Regions from separate parts of the Sus scrofa genome. Here region 2 is linked to region 1. Evidence: chromatin contacts called from public promoter capture Hi-C data. All regions are on one chromosome and are shown on one strand. The core of a region is the stretch at or near the end of the contact, and the rest is flanking DNA. Distances in the headings are between cores, read along the strand shown. Region 1 holds the start of FAM240A. Region 2 holds the start of ALS2CL (ALS2 C-terminal-like protein).

Evidence for each region. Promoter capture Hi-C pulls out the DNA fragments that hold promoters and counts their contacts.
Region 2: a contact with region 1 is called in a promoter capture Hi-C map of fetal liver, with 2.3 times the contacts expected there. The contact joins the promoter of ALS2CL here to the promoter of FAM240A in region 1. A contact is called at or near these places in 1 of 5 promoter capture datasets (fetal liver), 1 of 47 Hi-C or Micro-C datasets (retroperitoneal adipose tissue) and 1 of 2 datasets of contacts at active chromatin or transcription factors (skeletal muscle).

The regions. Positions count from the first base shown.
Region 1 is chr13:29,568,192-29,571,802 of Sscrofa11.1, reverse strand. It overlaps FAM240A, which reads right to left and starts at 1,747. Exons shown (of 2, transcript XM_013981588.2): 1 at 1,546-1,747. The coding sequence starts at 1,688.
Region 2 is chr13:29,617,293-29,620,903 of Sscrofa11.1, reverse strand. It overlaps ALS2CL (ALS2 C-terminal-like protein), which reads left to right and starts at 1,989. Exons shown (of 26, transcript XR_002337512.1): 1 at 1,989-2,074.

The sequences.
Region 1 (3,611 bases), core at 498-2,997:
CTGTCTTCTCCAATTATGAAGGGACAATGTGGAGTAGTGGTGAGGAGCAGAGATCCTCTGGAGCCGGGTGACCCGGGTCCAAATCAGAAGAAATAGGAGAAGGATAAATAGGAAGTTGGAGTCTTGCCACCCCACAAGCATCTTTTTTGCAGTCATTTGTTATGTGTGTAGACAGAGACTGCACACATATATTTTAATGTTTTAACAAAGCACAGTTTTCTTCAGAGCCCATTTGGTTCACCCCTTGGCTTACTCCTTGCTTGGAGCAAGGGTTTTGCATCATCCTCAGGCCAGTTTTACTCCACCTCGGGCCTTCTATGGACTTCCCCATGGAACACACACTTGTCCCAGGACTCAGTGTGGCCTCTGGTGTGCAGCATGCTGAGTGGCCTGGCCTGGGAGGAGGAAGATGGCAAGGACTGCAGAAATGACTGGCCACATGACTCAGTTCTCTGAGAATCCCTGGATAAGATGCCCTACTCAATACTTCAGTGCGGAGGACAGCCTGCTTTTACTTGCCTGTGGCCAGGAATATGGCTGAGCAGGTGTCTGCACATGGAATAGGCTGGGTTTCCCTCTAGGGCTCAGGATGGGGTGTTGGAAGGCAAACAGTGGGTTTAACTCTTGTGAGTTAATTCATATTCTCATCCCAGCAACCATGGACTAACAGTTTGGAGTCATGGGCTCTGCTATTGGGCCAGCACACACCTGTGCCACCACCCTCTGGCCACACACTAGCTGTGTCAGTGAACAGACAGCAGCTGGGCTGTTCCCTGCGAGGGGATGGAGAACTGAGCCTTTTCTTGTGGCCTGTGGGTGACTCCCTGCAGCCACTAGGAGGCAGTATGTAAGAGGGTGGTGCTGTGCCACTATTTCCACAGAGACTGCAACCCTGGTTTGCTCCTGTGAGTAGCTGCTCTCCACTGACTCACTCGGCTAGAACAGGGATGCACACCAGAGTGCTGAAAGCCCGTTGGCCCTCCTCCCAGAACCATGCAGGACATCCTGTGTCTTTACCCAAACAAGTACTGAGAATTGGTCACTGTCTCCTTTGCTTGCTCTTCTTGGATATATCTGCTGACCTACTCCCTAAATTTAGTGTAACCCTCACGCACTAGAAATGGTGACAGAGAGGAGAGAGTTTTCTGTTTATAGAGATAAGAACTAGAGTATACATTTGTTAACTTCAAAGAATTTTAAAAGTTACTGCCTATAACCATGGATGGTGACAGGACTCCATGCATAGAAAATTAAAATAATTTTGTCCTCTAGGATGCCTATCTGGCATTTTTCTGAAATAAATTTGGCTTTTAAAAACAGGTAAGCAAAGGTGATTATGATATGCCCATGTTGGTTTATGGATCATAGCTCTGGTGGGGGGGGCATGTTGCTGGTGGGAGAGGCTATGTGTGGCGGGAAGAGGGTGTATGGAGATTTTCTACTTTCTGCTCAGTTTTGCTGTGAACCTAAAACTGCTCTAAAAATTAATCTATATTTAAAATTAATTAATTTTAAAACGTTTAAAATTTTAAACGAGCCACGTACTTTCTCAGTGCACTTCTACCCAGGCGATGTTCTTCTGACTCTCGGTAGTAAGTCTGCTTGCCAATTTCCCTTTCCCAGAAGCGTTTGAGCTCGTGACAGGTGTTCCGGCAGAAGACCTCTCGGCGGACGTACTGATTGTTCATCCCCTGAAAAAGAAGATATCAGCTGAACCCTCATAGAACATGCTCCCTTAGACTTTGGAAGGTACAGACTGTTTGAATCTAGACCCTGCCATTTACCTGAGGGGACCCGAGTCAGGCACAGAACCTCACGAGAAGGATACAGTGGTTTGTTGATGGGTTACAGAGGTGTGACTGCAGAAGCTCCCTGCTGGAGCTTGGCATGTCATAGGCACCCTGGAAAGTGCCCTCTATCCTTCCTTCCTCCTCACAGAAGAATGGCTTCTCAGCTTTTTATCAGCAGGTGGTGTGTGCCAGGCACTTTATGCCCAGGTCTCTTTAGCTATCACCACATCCCCTTCCTCATTTTATAGATGAGACATTTGAGAAGTGACAGAACTTGTGCGTGGTCCCACAACCATAAGTGGCATAAGGCAGGCTGTGTATTCTGAATGTTTTCAAGCCCTTTACTTTACTAAAAAGGTTTGTCGCAGATAATGGTCCCAACGTCTGACACATCCAAGCAACCAACTTGGAGGTGTGCGCATGTGTGCGTGTGCGTGTGTTTGTCCCTGTGCATGTGTGGATGCTTGTGTATGGAGTCATACATGTCAGACTCTCAAGAATACTCACTTTTTACATGAAGAGACCCATTCCCAACTCCCAGACCTCAGTGGGTCCAGCAGACAGGTCAAAATCACAGGCTGGAGGGTGAAAGTGGGTGTGGGAAAAGGCTAAGGCTACTGCAAATGTCCAGGGAGAGGCTATGACCAGGTGATAGAAGCAAGGGTAATGAAGAGTGGATGGATTCACAGGGATTCTGGAGGTGGTAAGCTACATGTGGAACGTGAAGGTGAAAGATGTCAGTGGAGGTGCCCTGGCTGTGCGTGTGCAAATGTGGGCCACCTGGGAGGAGGGCTGCAGAGAGGGACCTTGAGCAGTGCTGGACAGTTTGAGTTGCCTGGGTGCTGACGTCCAAGGGGAAATACTGAAGTCAGGAATCAGCATGAGGGTCTGGATCACAGCTCTCTCAGAAAGACTGAGCGAGCAGTGGGCATGGTGGGAGTAGAGAGGGGTTCGAAGCCAGGTGTTCACTCCAGACCTGTTCATCCATTCACTTGATGCACCTTCTATTTGATGATAGATTCTCCAGGCCTCGGTTTCCTCATCTTTAAAATTTCTCTGAAGATTAAATTTGATCACGAATATGAAAGTGTTTTGCAGTTTATAAAGTTCTGAATAAATATAACTTTTGTAGTTCTAAAACCTCAAATTTGTATAGGGTATAGTACTATAATTAACAGTAAGTAAGTATCACAACTGCCCCAACTTTCTTTATAGAGGCAGGAGATAATTCTACTTCTCTTCTCTATTCTTTCTGGATCCATGTCTGTTGACCTTGACTGACCTTGAAATCACTTGGGGAGATTTACAAAAAACTGATGCCAGGGCTCCCTCCCCAGGGAGTCTGATTTCATCAGCCTGGGATGTAGCCTGGGCATCAGGATTTTTTAAAGCTTCCCCTGTGATTTTAACATGCAGCCAAAGACAGTCTCTGATCCTGTCCTCTTGTGTGATGGTCACGTCTGAGTTCAGAGCTGGCCTCTGGGAGGCTGAGGTGGTAAGGGCTGGGCATAGGGATGTCACAAGCAGAGCCATTGTGTAGTGTAAGCACTATTTCCCATTTTGCCTGTAAGAAAGTTGAGTAGCAATTTGACTTTATGACTTTATCGAGGGCATGCAGCGGGTAAGTGGGGCAGCTGTCATATTCAGGGCCCAGACCCCATCCACTGCCCCCAGCTGTCCCCTAAGGAAGAATAAAGTGACTTTCTTACCTCCTGGAAGTGCTCAGTGATCTCATACTTTCCTGACAGGATAGTGAGATCCAACTGACTTTTCAGTAAGCCCACAGAGCAGAGTTTTTGGGAAACAGTGATTATCCCATGT
Region 2 (3,611 bases), core at 740-3,239, 49 kb before region 1:
CTGGGAGTGGGGGGTGGGCAGCCTAGGCCTGTGACACTGTGGCTGGGGCTGCTGGGAGCTGGCAGTCTCTGACCTTGTTGGCCTCAGGCCTGGCCCAGAATAGCTCTGGGGCTGGGCCGGGCCTGGATGAGACCTGTGTGTTCATAAGCATGTGCTTGTTTTCCAGGGCACTCGAGTACACAGAAGTACAAATGCACTCTGCACTTGCTTCTCTGCACGTCTAGGTGTGAGTCTCAGTGTGTGTTCCATGGAGCAGTGTGTGACTCTCTGACTGTGTGGATGTGTACATTAGCTGAATACATGTTCCCATATACAGGGCCGCCACATGAGTTGTACAACATGGAGGCCCTGCCAGTGGGTTCAGTAGCAGATGAGTCTGGGTAACACAGATGACTGTGGAATCGTGTATGTGTGCTGGGGGTGTGGGAGAAGTTTGGGTAGGTGTGTGCACATCTGTGGTGGGATTGGGCGAGGGCCCTGGGCTGTGCTGCAGAGGGCCAAGGGCAGGTGGACCCTGTGGAAACCATCTTTTGAGCACTACCAAGGGCATTACAATGTACCAGCAATGCCAGGAGAGAGGCTGGGCATGTCTTGCTCCATCTGTCAGGCAGTAAAACTGGGCTTGACAATGCTTATGATGTTATCCAGTAAGTGGGGAGTGGTCGAGGCAAGACTGGCCCCCAGCCTTCCAATTTCCCTAGATATGGCTGAACAGGAAGTCTGGGCTCTGGGGAGGAAGCCAACAGGGCCCTTCCCTTCCTGCTTGAGCCTAGGCAGCACTGTGTTCCCTCAGATACAGGCACAGATGAGGAAACTGAGGCCCAGAGAGGGGTAAGGCCTGACCCAGAGACACCCAGCACAAGATCAGGGCTTGTCCTATCTGCCCGTTTTGTTGCAAAGTGGTGAGAACACATGCTGCCGGACCATCTTGCTCTCTCCACATGTGGCCATGGCCACTCTTCAGCCCTTGGCCCTTCCTCCCAAGCACCAGAGACCTCTTGCCTGCCCACCCCTATATGCCAGGTGACCCACAGACCTGCCAAGAAACCGTCAAACATGCCATGCATGCCCCTCCACTGGGGATCTCTTTTCAGCAAAGCAGGATGGGGAATGCCTTCCACTGCCTCAGGCTTGAGTGGAGGGTTGGTGGGCCACCCTTTCTGCTCTTCCACTGCCTGTCTCTGGACAGGTCTTCTTGGCCTCAGTGTTGTCAGCTGTGAAAGAGGCAGTGATGCCAGCCATACCCTGGAACCTGGGTATTGTAGGAAGTGAATAGAGGACTGGGCAGCAGACAGTGAACTCCTTTGTTACAGGTGTGAACCGTGGGCTCTCCCCATCCCTGGAGGTCTGCCGGGACTAGGCTTCCACCATCTTTTCCAAGGTAGCAGTCCTGGCACACAGTCAGCTGCTGGCTTCACACTCTATTGGACCATGTTGACTCAAGAGTGGGGACAGAGGACTTTCCCCAAGGTCACTCAGACTAGGGTGGCAGCTGGCCCGGAAGCTGGGCCCACAGGGATCAGCTTTGGTATACCCCACTCTGGCACAGGTTTCACTGGCCCATCAGGGCTCCTCCTGTGCCGTCCTCTCTGACTCGTGCAGGTCGAGGTTATGGGGCTACACCCAGACCCGCAGGGTATCAGAATCTGGTGGCAAAGGGGACTGGGAAGGACCCTGCCGGAACAAGGAAACCGAGGCTGCTTTCCCAGACACAGCCCGGCTCTCCTGGGCGTGAGCGTGTGTGGGTGTGCCTGTGCGTTGGGGAAGGGCGGAGGGGTCCTGCTCCCGCCTCCTCTCCTCCTCCCCCTACCCTCCACTGGGTCCCAGAATCTTGCAGACCGTGGAGGATGCCAGTCGGAGACCTCCTGAGCTAGGTGGACGGATGCAGCGTTCTGCCTCCTCCCAGGCAGGCGCCTAGCCTCTGACCAGGAGCGGCACCCCGAGGCGGGGCGGGGGCGGGGCGGGGCGGGGGCGGGGCCTTTGGGGGTGAGGGCGGGGCCGGCGGCACTGGGCGGGCGTCAGCCAGCGAGCAACCGCAGCCGCATTCCCTGAGCCGGGCGCCAGCACCGCACAGGTAAGGGCCCCGTAGAGGTCGTGCATGTGGAGCCGCGCCCCTCTGTTCTCCCTTCTCGCTCCAGCTGGGACTTTCACTTCCACGTTCCCTCAGGCCGTCACATCGCCGCCCCTCCTTCTTAAATACAACTGTCCAAATTTGTCCGAAGGTCCCTCCGTCCCAGCAGGGTTCAGCTTCATCTTTCCTGCTTTGCGGTCACCCGGCTTGCGGTTAGGGACAGCGGAGGGGCAGCTTCCCTGGGCCCGTGCATGGCACGAGGGCAGTGTCCAGGGGCTTGGTCTGGGCCGTGTGGCGATCCCACCGCACCTCACCCAGCGGACAGACTGCCAGGAGAAGGTGACGCCAGCTGGTGTTGCCCGCTGTGAGGACGGCATGGGCAACTGTTCCTGGTGGCTGGAATAGGATCCCATGTTTGGGAAATTCCAGTGACTGTGTGTGCCTGGCCAGGGAGAAGAAAAATGCAACCAGAGAGATTGGGAGGGTGGGGGGTGGCGTGTAGGACAAGAAGGCTGGAGCCACAGAGGGTAAGAGGAAGAGTGCAGGGAGAGGTGCAGGTGGAGACTGTGACAGGTCTGCAGTGACAGTTCAGTGTTCCCTCCCTTGGGCAGCCCCTCCCTCTGTCTACCACTGAGCTTGCTGGATGATGGGGCAGGGGAGAATGTTCCAGGTTAGCCCAAGAAAAAGCCTCCACAGCAAGCAGCTTGTCCAGACCAGGAAATAAAGGAGTAAGTGCCATGATAGGGTGTGGCCAAGGTGGAGAGAGGCCTTGGAGAGGGCAGAGGCGGCCTCAGTGACTCTTCCTGAGAGGGACCTAGCCTGGGCAGAGGCCAAGAATGTGAGGGGGAGAGAGAGAGAGCATGAAGGTCTGACTGTTGGTTAGATTGCCACAGGGACCAGCAGCTGACTCACCTGGGCACGCCAAGACAAGCCAGTCTGTCCTCACCCTGCCCCTTGGGGTACATGAAGGCTGCCTGGGGAGCCTAGGTACTTGCTGTGTATCCTAAGGTGAGTTGCCCAGGCTTTCTGAACTACCTAGTTCAGGTGAGGTCTGAGCCCTGTACATGCTCTAAAGTTGGTGTCTCTGGGCCCTCCCGTTCTTTGCCATATGTATATCATGTGCAGCCTTCCACTAAGGAATCTTAGAACTGGATGGAAGTAGAGGGTAAGGAGGCCATGCCCTTGACCAGAGAGGAGTGGATTGGAGGTAGGACTGGGCTATGAAGGGGTTGACTCCTGCTGGGTCCATTTGTATTAGACTCAGCATCTCTTCTTCCTCCTCCCCTGCCAACATACACACTCAGGCACACTCATGCCTGGCCTGGCCCCTGCCCTCACATTCTCCTCACTGCCTCCATGATGAAGCCCTAAAACTTCCTAACTTGGGAGCAGGGACTCTCGGGGCCATGAGACCAGATGTCTAATTTTTACTGTGTTCTTCTCCCCACCCGCCACCTCCCAGCCATACTTAACCTCTGGCCTTTCCTCCAAGCAGTGTGACTCAGTTTCCTAGAGTTAGAGATTCTTCTGGGGCCACAAA